Linked DNA regions of Mus musculus: region 2 is linked to region 1. A link is a contact called in public promoter capture Hi-C data. All regions are on one chromosome and are shown on one strand. The core of a region is the stretch at or near the end of the contact, and the rest is flanking DNA. Distances in the headings are between cores, read along the strand shown. Region 1 has its middle 50 kb from the start of Il1b. Region 2 holds the start of Zc3h8 (zinc finger CCCH type containing 8).

Region 1 (3,736 bases), core at 894-3,393:
TTGCAGAAAGTTTCTATGAGGAGAAGAGCGTGACTGTATTTCCAAATGTTCCTATGAACAAAGGAGCCTGAGTATATTTGTACTAAAAGAAGGATACGGTCTGGGAGAGAAGGACTGTGCTTGGCGGAGAAGTGAGAGATGCTCTGCTTTGAGGACAGAAAGTCACAAACAATATTTCCAACTGCCACTGGTCTTGTGTCCTTTGTACACAAACAGTGGAACTGGTTGGTTGTTCAAGAGGACAGCGAGACACTGGGGATCATTTGAATGCTTTTGCAGGTCCCAGAGGATGGAGTGGGAATAAGAGGAAAGCAGAGGTCAGCCCAAGGAAAAGAAGTCTCTGTCTGTGAGCGGGGGCTGCTTCCCAGAAAAGACAACACCCAGTGACCTACTTAGCAAATGGAAACACAAACCAGAGAAATCAGCCAAGGTCATGGATACACAGCCTCTCCTGACCAGCTAACTCCAGGTGTTCAGAGCAAGAACAAAATGTGCTGACATGAGGGAGTTCCCTTAAACTTCCCTGGGCAACAAATCACAGACTGTTGAATTTCTTGCTTTTCTAAGACTTTGTTAAATAAATGGCAGCAGCAAGCTGAGGTCCAGTCTATATGTGCTTTCCTGGTTTGGATGAAGGCAACATCTAAGAACAGCTCTTCCCCGGTGAGTACTTTATGTTAAGGCTGGATAGGCTTCCTTTGAACTGGCCCCCTGAGGTCACTGAAATCTCCACAAACCAGGTGCTTTAGACCTACTCTGATGGAATCCATATGCTCCAGTGTTCACCTCATTAGATACATTTTCTAGGTGAGTTCTGAAATAATTGTATTCAAAGCTTAATAATTGCCAGGAAGACGAAAGAGGTCAGATTTTATAGGCCCAAGCCTTCAAATGTCTTGGAAGTTAAAGATTGTGTTGATGAAAAGTTATACTTAAATCCATACCTACATGCTGTCACTCACTCTGTCTCTCCATCTATCTACATGCTATCACTCACTCTGTCTCTCCATCATCTATCTACATGCTGTCACTCACTCTGTCTCTCCATCTATCTACATGCTATCACTCTGTCTCTCCATCTATCTACATGCTGTCACTCACTCTGTCTCTCCATCTATCTACATGCTGTCACTCACTCTGTCTCTCCATCTATCTACATGCTGTCACTCACTCTGTCTCTCCATCATCCATCTACATGCTATTGCTCACTGTCTCTCCATCTATCTCCCTAACCTTATTGTGATCATAACTCCAACAAAATACACAGAGAAAAGTAACCATCATAAGAAAACACTTAAAAATTTTGAAGAGAATGTCTTTGGGTAAAGGCATTATTAGTGAAATGCTCTTGTTTGTGAATATTGGTGACACTCTTCATGCCAGCATGAATGGAAGGGAGAGACTCAGCTCCCAGGTGCTATCTGCAGTGGCCCTGATGAGTCCCTTTTTCATATCTATTTAAGAAGTATCAAGTATTATGATGGCTAACATTATGTTTAAAGCTTAAGTTACTACACTTAAAAGATCTATAAAGCAAACATTTCCTCTACCCTCTAAAAGCTGTACCAGTGAGAAAGGGACCCTGTTAGCCAGCTTGCTTAAGAATGACTAGAATGCCTGTGGTTTTTCTTGTAATTATCTAGTCTTTTACAATTTTAAATATATCTGTCCATTATTCAATGTAGCCTCCCCCAGCTTTGAGCAGGCTGGCTCAGACCTGTTCTGGCACCTCCTAGGGTGGAGTCTTCTGACCTAGATAGGTCTATTGTTCTGCCAAGACTGCCGGCCACTACTGCTGAGAGGCTGAGAGGCAGAATCTGTCTTCCTGAGATAAGCAACAGCCAGGCAACTAAGTGCTGACAACCTGGACCAAGTGCTGACAGGCTGGTGACAAAGCATCAAGAACCTGGTGTGGCGGGGGATGGGCCTTCCCCCTTTATAAGCTCAGACTCTTAGTAAACTAGGGGGGGAGGAGGGTGCGTGGGGGTTGATCAGAATTTTGTCTTGGTCTCGTTATTCCTTCCGCTGTTTCCTCCCATGCAGCTCCAGCCTCCCATTCAGGAACCTGATTCATGTAGCTGCGGGCGGCTACAATTCAAGATAATGGTCACTATGCTAACTGTGTGTTTCTGCTTCTGTAAATAAGCTTGCTTGCTCAAGATAGCCGATGACATCTGTTTGCTAACTGAGCCCCTGCTTACAGGCAGAATCCTTGCATGTAGATAGGATATGTGCCACTCCCCACCCCAGAAAGGCTGCATCTTGAGAATCCCGACTTTCTGGCGCAATCCTGGTGCCAATCTCAATAAAGCTTCTTCTTTAAAGTTACTCATGGTCAGATTGGTGAATCTCTGAACAACCTGAGACCTGATGCTTTTTATCAAAATTATAATCATTCAATTTTACCGATGAAGACCTGGAAACCAGATGGTAGTGTGAAAGCCTGCTAGCTCAGAGAGGCAGAGAAAGCACCCAGCTGACCTTCCTTCTCAGCCGATGTCCCAGAAGGAATCCCCTCTCTGATGTCTCTCAAAAAACCTCCTTCAAACTGAATGTCCCTCCCTTCTACTTCCTGTGCTTCTCTCTGTCCATCATCCTGACTCCCTCTTACTATATATATTTTTTTCCTTAATAATTCTATGTTTACCTCCTGTCAACTGGTTGCTTACTCTACCTCTTGATCTATGGTTGGCTTTATTTAATCATGTCTATAATATTCAAGCAGAAAGCTCTTAGATTAAAGGTGTCTGCAAAGGCTGAGCCACACCAAACTAAAAGCAGGGTTTTCCAATAAATAACACATCTTAGGGCTCACAGTGTGATTAAATATCCTGCAACACAGACCTATAACAATATAACTCTTTTCTAACAAATACTATAAAACTCATGTTTAAGACAAGCAATTATAATCTTTTTGTCTCTCCCACATTGAAAGACTTTCATGCAAATGTTTTAATCTTCCCTCCCAGTAAAACCTTCATTTACCCAGAGGCTTCACTGTTCTAGGAATTTGTTGGCCTGGAGCAGTCACTTTTTTTCTTCGAGTTGTGACCCCTTTTTCTGTGTATGAATTATTTTCAGACTAGCCAGTTGAGTATGATTGTGAGGTCAGACTTCAGCCATTGGGGAAGACACAGCCACCATCTAGGTTAGGGTAAAAACTGAATGCATTGCCTGTCTCCGACTGTTTCCTCTTTTGAGCACACCTGTTGAGGGCCATGCAAGAGGAACATCCAAACAGCTTTAGAACTCATGGAATGCAGCCCACCAGTTAGCACAGCTATGATGGGTGTGCCTTGGAGAGCAGAGCCCCAAGGGCTGTTGTGGTCCTGAGGTCTTCCTGCTGTGGTGAGGTCTTGCTCTGCTCGTTGCCCTTGTATCTCTCCTAATCTATGAGTTGTATGAAAACTCTAAGGGGTCTTCTAGCCCCTCCCTGGGCAGTAATGTTGGCATTTACAATATCAGTGATTGATATGCATAGCTACAGATTAATGATTGAGCACCCTTGGAAAGAACTTAGAGATACAGATTGTTAGCAATGACTAGCACCCTTAGAAAGAATTTGTAGAAGTAGATTATTAGTAAAGTTAGGTTAAGACATTTTTGTTAGTGACTCTGATGTAGAGAAATTTATGGACCAATTTAGAATTTAGAAATGCACACTCTTTTTTTTTCATAGCACTTTTAAATAATTTATGCACATAAGTTTATTCAGGTAGCACAATTGTATACCATG
Region 2 (3,736 bases), core at 851-3,350, 480 kb before region 1:
ACATTCATACATATAAAATAAATTAAACAACAACAACAAAAAAAAACCAAAACATGTTTTAGTGCACTGAAAAAAAGTTTACAGGCAAAATCAAAAGACAAACTAAGAGAAAAATACAGAAATCTAAAACCTTGAAAAAGACCTAAAGGCAAAGTGAAAAGCAGGCATACAAACACACACCTTACTTTCAGACCCGTTTTCACCTATCTTTTGGCCAATCCAAGTATCCCTTACATATTTCAGCCAAACTTTAGTAAGTGGGTATATTGTTTTATACATGTTTGAAGTGTTAACTATTTTTTTAACCTTACTCAGTTCTCATACATGTTAAAAATTATAATTCATTTCTCTTGTTGTTCTTACATGTTATCACCTGCAAGTAATGTGTCCATTTCTTCACAGTATCAACAGGACTTAATTTCCATGAATGATTCTGCTTTAGAAGCTGGGTGATGAACTCATATGTAATGAAGTAACTTGAGCACCTTAATCCTCTATGCCTCAATTTTCTCATCTGTAATGTGAGACCATCACTTTCTTCTTAAGGTTGATGTGAAACTTTTAGTTTCACATTAGGGTTGGCGAGATGGCTCAGCAGGTAAGAGCGCTGACTGCTCTTCCAAAGGTCCTGAGTTCAAATCCCAGCAACCACATAGTGGCTCATAACCACCCGTAAAGAGATCTGACGCCCTCTTCTGGTACGTCTAAAGTCAGCTACAGTGTACTTATGTATAATAATAAATAAATCTTTGGACCGGAGCAAGCAGGGACTGATGGAGCAGGGCCAACTGGATTGAGAGGGGTTGACCAGAGCGAGCAGAGGTCCTTAAAAAAAATTCAATTCCCAACAACCACATGAAGGCTCTCAACCATCTGTACAGCTATAGTGTACTCACATACATAAAACAAATAAATCTTTTTTAAAAAAAGTTTCACATTAATTACACAGCAAAGCTATGGTAGCCCAATTAGGCTAACAGTTTCCACTAAGGTATTTGAGACTGAGCAGTGAACATATACATATATCCTTTCCCCTTGAAACAGTGTTTCCCCTATGTAGCTGAGGTTGGCTTGGAACCTGCTATTTAGACCAGGCTGGTCCCAGTCTCCCAAGATCTGCCTGCCTTTCAAATGCTGAGATTAATAGGCCCAGCCCAACACTGTAATGTTATCTTAATGAGGGTGGAAAAAAACTCGTGAAGGATGTGTCAAGGGTTCCACTGAGGAAAGAGAGAACATAGAAGACAAGGATTTAGGAGAGATGGAGTTTGAGGGCATTATCAACTCAAAAAACTAAAAAGTGGGCCGGGCAGTGGTGGCACATGTCTTTAATCCCATACTTGGGAGGCAGGGTCAGTCGGGTTTCTGAGTGAGTTCCAGGACAGCCAGGACTACACAGAGAAACCCTGTCTCGAAAAATTAAAACCAAAAAAAAAAAACCAAAAAAAAAAACCAAAAACCAAAAAAACCTAAAAAGTGAGTGGGTATCTGCACAGAAATCCCGCACTCTGACTAAGTACGAGATTAACAACACGCTTTTCCAAATTAACAGAAAAACTAAGCCGAAATGATGCTTGCTGCTTTATTCTGGGAGTTCTGGTTCAGGATCACTGGCAGAGCAGTCTATGTATCCTTCAACTCTCGAGGTGCCGGCAAAGCCACCTCGGAGGTGACTGACAGCAAACACGTTAAGCGCACGTGCAAGGGGAGCAGCCGGCCCCTGGGGGCAGATTCAGAGGCTGGGGCCTCCTCCCGCCGCCCGGCCACTGCCCTCGCCCGCAGTCCCTACTCTGACTTCCACCCCACTTCCCCTTCCGACCTCCCCGCTCCGGTCCCGGCCCACGCGCCAGCCAGGGCTCGCCGGTTTCCAGGAGCGAGGGGGCGGAGCCCAAGCGGTGCCCTGCAAAGGACCAGAACGTGGGGATCACCTTTCCTCAGGGTCGGCGGCCGGTTTTTTGCCGAGGGCCGGATTGGGGGGCTTTGAAAAGAGATTTTCAAAATCCATAACTCAGACAGGGACCGTTCCTCTCCACGCCGAGCAGGTACTGAACAACCAGCGAAGCGGAGGCTACAGTCGCGCCAAGGGCCACACGCTCCGCCCAGCGCACGCGCACGCGCTCGCGCTCATGTTGCTTGGGCGCGACTCCGCGCGACCTGGCCAGCCCTACCACGCATGCGCAGTTCTCACCGTTGGTGGGGAGGCTTTCGGTGCCTGAGCTGCGCACGCGCAACTCTCTGTACTTATGTCCGATTCGTTCCTTAGTGCAGCACTACAATGTCGTTAAAAAATTAAAATAATCTTTAGGATTCTTCTTTAGAAAGCTGTGCTATTTTTATATGTACGAGAGAGAGACAGAGAGAATGAGTGCAGATGCCCGCGGAGGCCAGTTATTGTAACCCACCTGACATGAGTGTTGGGAACAGAACGCAAGACCTTTATGTTTTAACTATTGAGCCATATATCTCTTCCAGCCCCTTTAAAATTGACAGGTGACCAAGCAAAATTAATTGCACAAAAAGGAACCTAGACGATCTCTTCTGAGTAAACACATAAATATATTTAAAGCAGGCAAATTCAATAGAAAGTACTAAGTATTAAGACTATTTGGGGGTGGGGGGGTGGGGGGGTGCAGTCTTAGAGACCTGCAGATGAAGATGCAAAACTCTCAGTTCCTGCTGCACCATGCCTACCTGGATGATGCCATGCTCATTCCTTCATGATAATGGACTGAACCTTTGAATCTGTAAGCCGGCCCCAATGAAATGTTGTCCTTATAAGAGTTGCCTTGGTCATGATGTCTGTTCACAGCAGTAAAACCCTAAATAAAATGGAAGCTGGTAGCCGGGCGTGGTGGCGCACGCCTTTAATCCCAGCACTTGGGAGGCAGAGGCAGGTGGATTTCTGAGTTCCAGGCCAGCCTGGTCTACAAAGTGAGTTCCAGGACAGCCAGAGCTATACAGAGAAACCCTGTCTCGAAAAACCAAGAAAAAAAAAAATGGAAGCTGGTACCAGGGATAGGTCTGACCATGCTTTTGTTTGGAAGAATGTTGATTTCAGGACTTTGGATTTGGAAAGCGGTGGAATGTTTTAAATGGGGCTTAATGGACCATCCTAGTAGGAATATGGAAGACTTGCTGAGAATAACTGTGCAGACCAGGCCCAAGAGGTTTCAGAGAAGAATTTTCAGTTTGTGGCATAGAGACTGTTTTTGTGGTATTTTGGTGAAGAATGTGGCTGCTTTTTGCCCTTGTCTGAGAGTCTATGTGGGGCTAAGGTAAATATATATATTAATTGCATTGACAAAGGAAGTCTCAAAAAAGCCCAACATAGACTTTGTTCTCTGGTTAAATCTCATGAAGAGGTTTTTTTTTTTTTTTGAATAAGTGTAGCAGGCTTTGAAAGGAAAAATACAAAATATGTGGTTGACATTAAAGGGGCACCAGGAAGTGAAATGGAACTGAATCTTATGTTCAAGGAGGTTAAATTGAATTAAGGAAGTGTTGACCTTAGGCCAAGATCCACACAGCAAAGTACAGGTCTTTAATTCCAGGAGGCAAAGACAAGCAGATCTCTGACTTTATGTCCAGCCTTGAACAGAGCAGGTTCTAGGTGAAGAAAAGTTTTAAGTCCAGGCATGGTGATACATATCTTCAATCCCAGCATTAAAGGAGACAGAACCATACAGATCTCTGAGTTCAAGATCAGTCTACAGAGCAAGATCCAGGACAGCCAAGC

The links. Promoter capture Hi-C pulls out the DNA fragments that hold promoters and counts their contacts.
Region 2: a promoter capture Hi-C map of the HPC-7 cell line shows a contact between it and region 1, with 3 times the contacts expected there. The contact joins the promoter of Zc3h8 here to the enhancer-like site in region 1. A contact is called at or near these places in 11 of 39 promoter capture datasets (the 3T3-L1 cell line, 3T3-L1-derived adipocytes, the HPC-7 cell line and 7 more), 8 of 484 Hi-C or Micro-C datasets (the G1E-ER4 cell line, adipose-derived mesenchymal stem cells, cerebral cortex and 3 more), 5 of 115 datasets of contacts at active chromatin or transcription factors (the HPC-7 cell line, bone marrow-derived macrophages, large pre-B cells and 2 more) and 1 of 9 other capture datasets (liver).

The regions. Positions count from the first base shown.
Region 1 is chr2:129,419,253-129,422,988 of GRCm38.p6, forward strand. No RefSeq gene overlaps it. Among named protein-coding and RNA genes, the nearest start is that of Il1b, 50 kb to the left of the region's middle. Within about 2 kb of position 2,144, at least 15 of the 459 cell types and tissues checked have an H3K27ac peak or open chromatin away from gene starts, as enhancers often do. A contact at or near this core is called in the G1E-ER4 cell line, the HPC-7 cell line and embryonic stem cells, where this site is marked.
Region 2 is chr2:128,941,920-128,945,655 of GRCm38.p6, forward strand. Zc3h8 (zinc finger CCCH type containing 8) reads right to left here and starts at 2,101. Exons shown (of 9, transcript NM_020594.2): 1 at 1,929-2,101. The coding sequence starts at 2,005.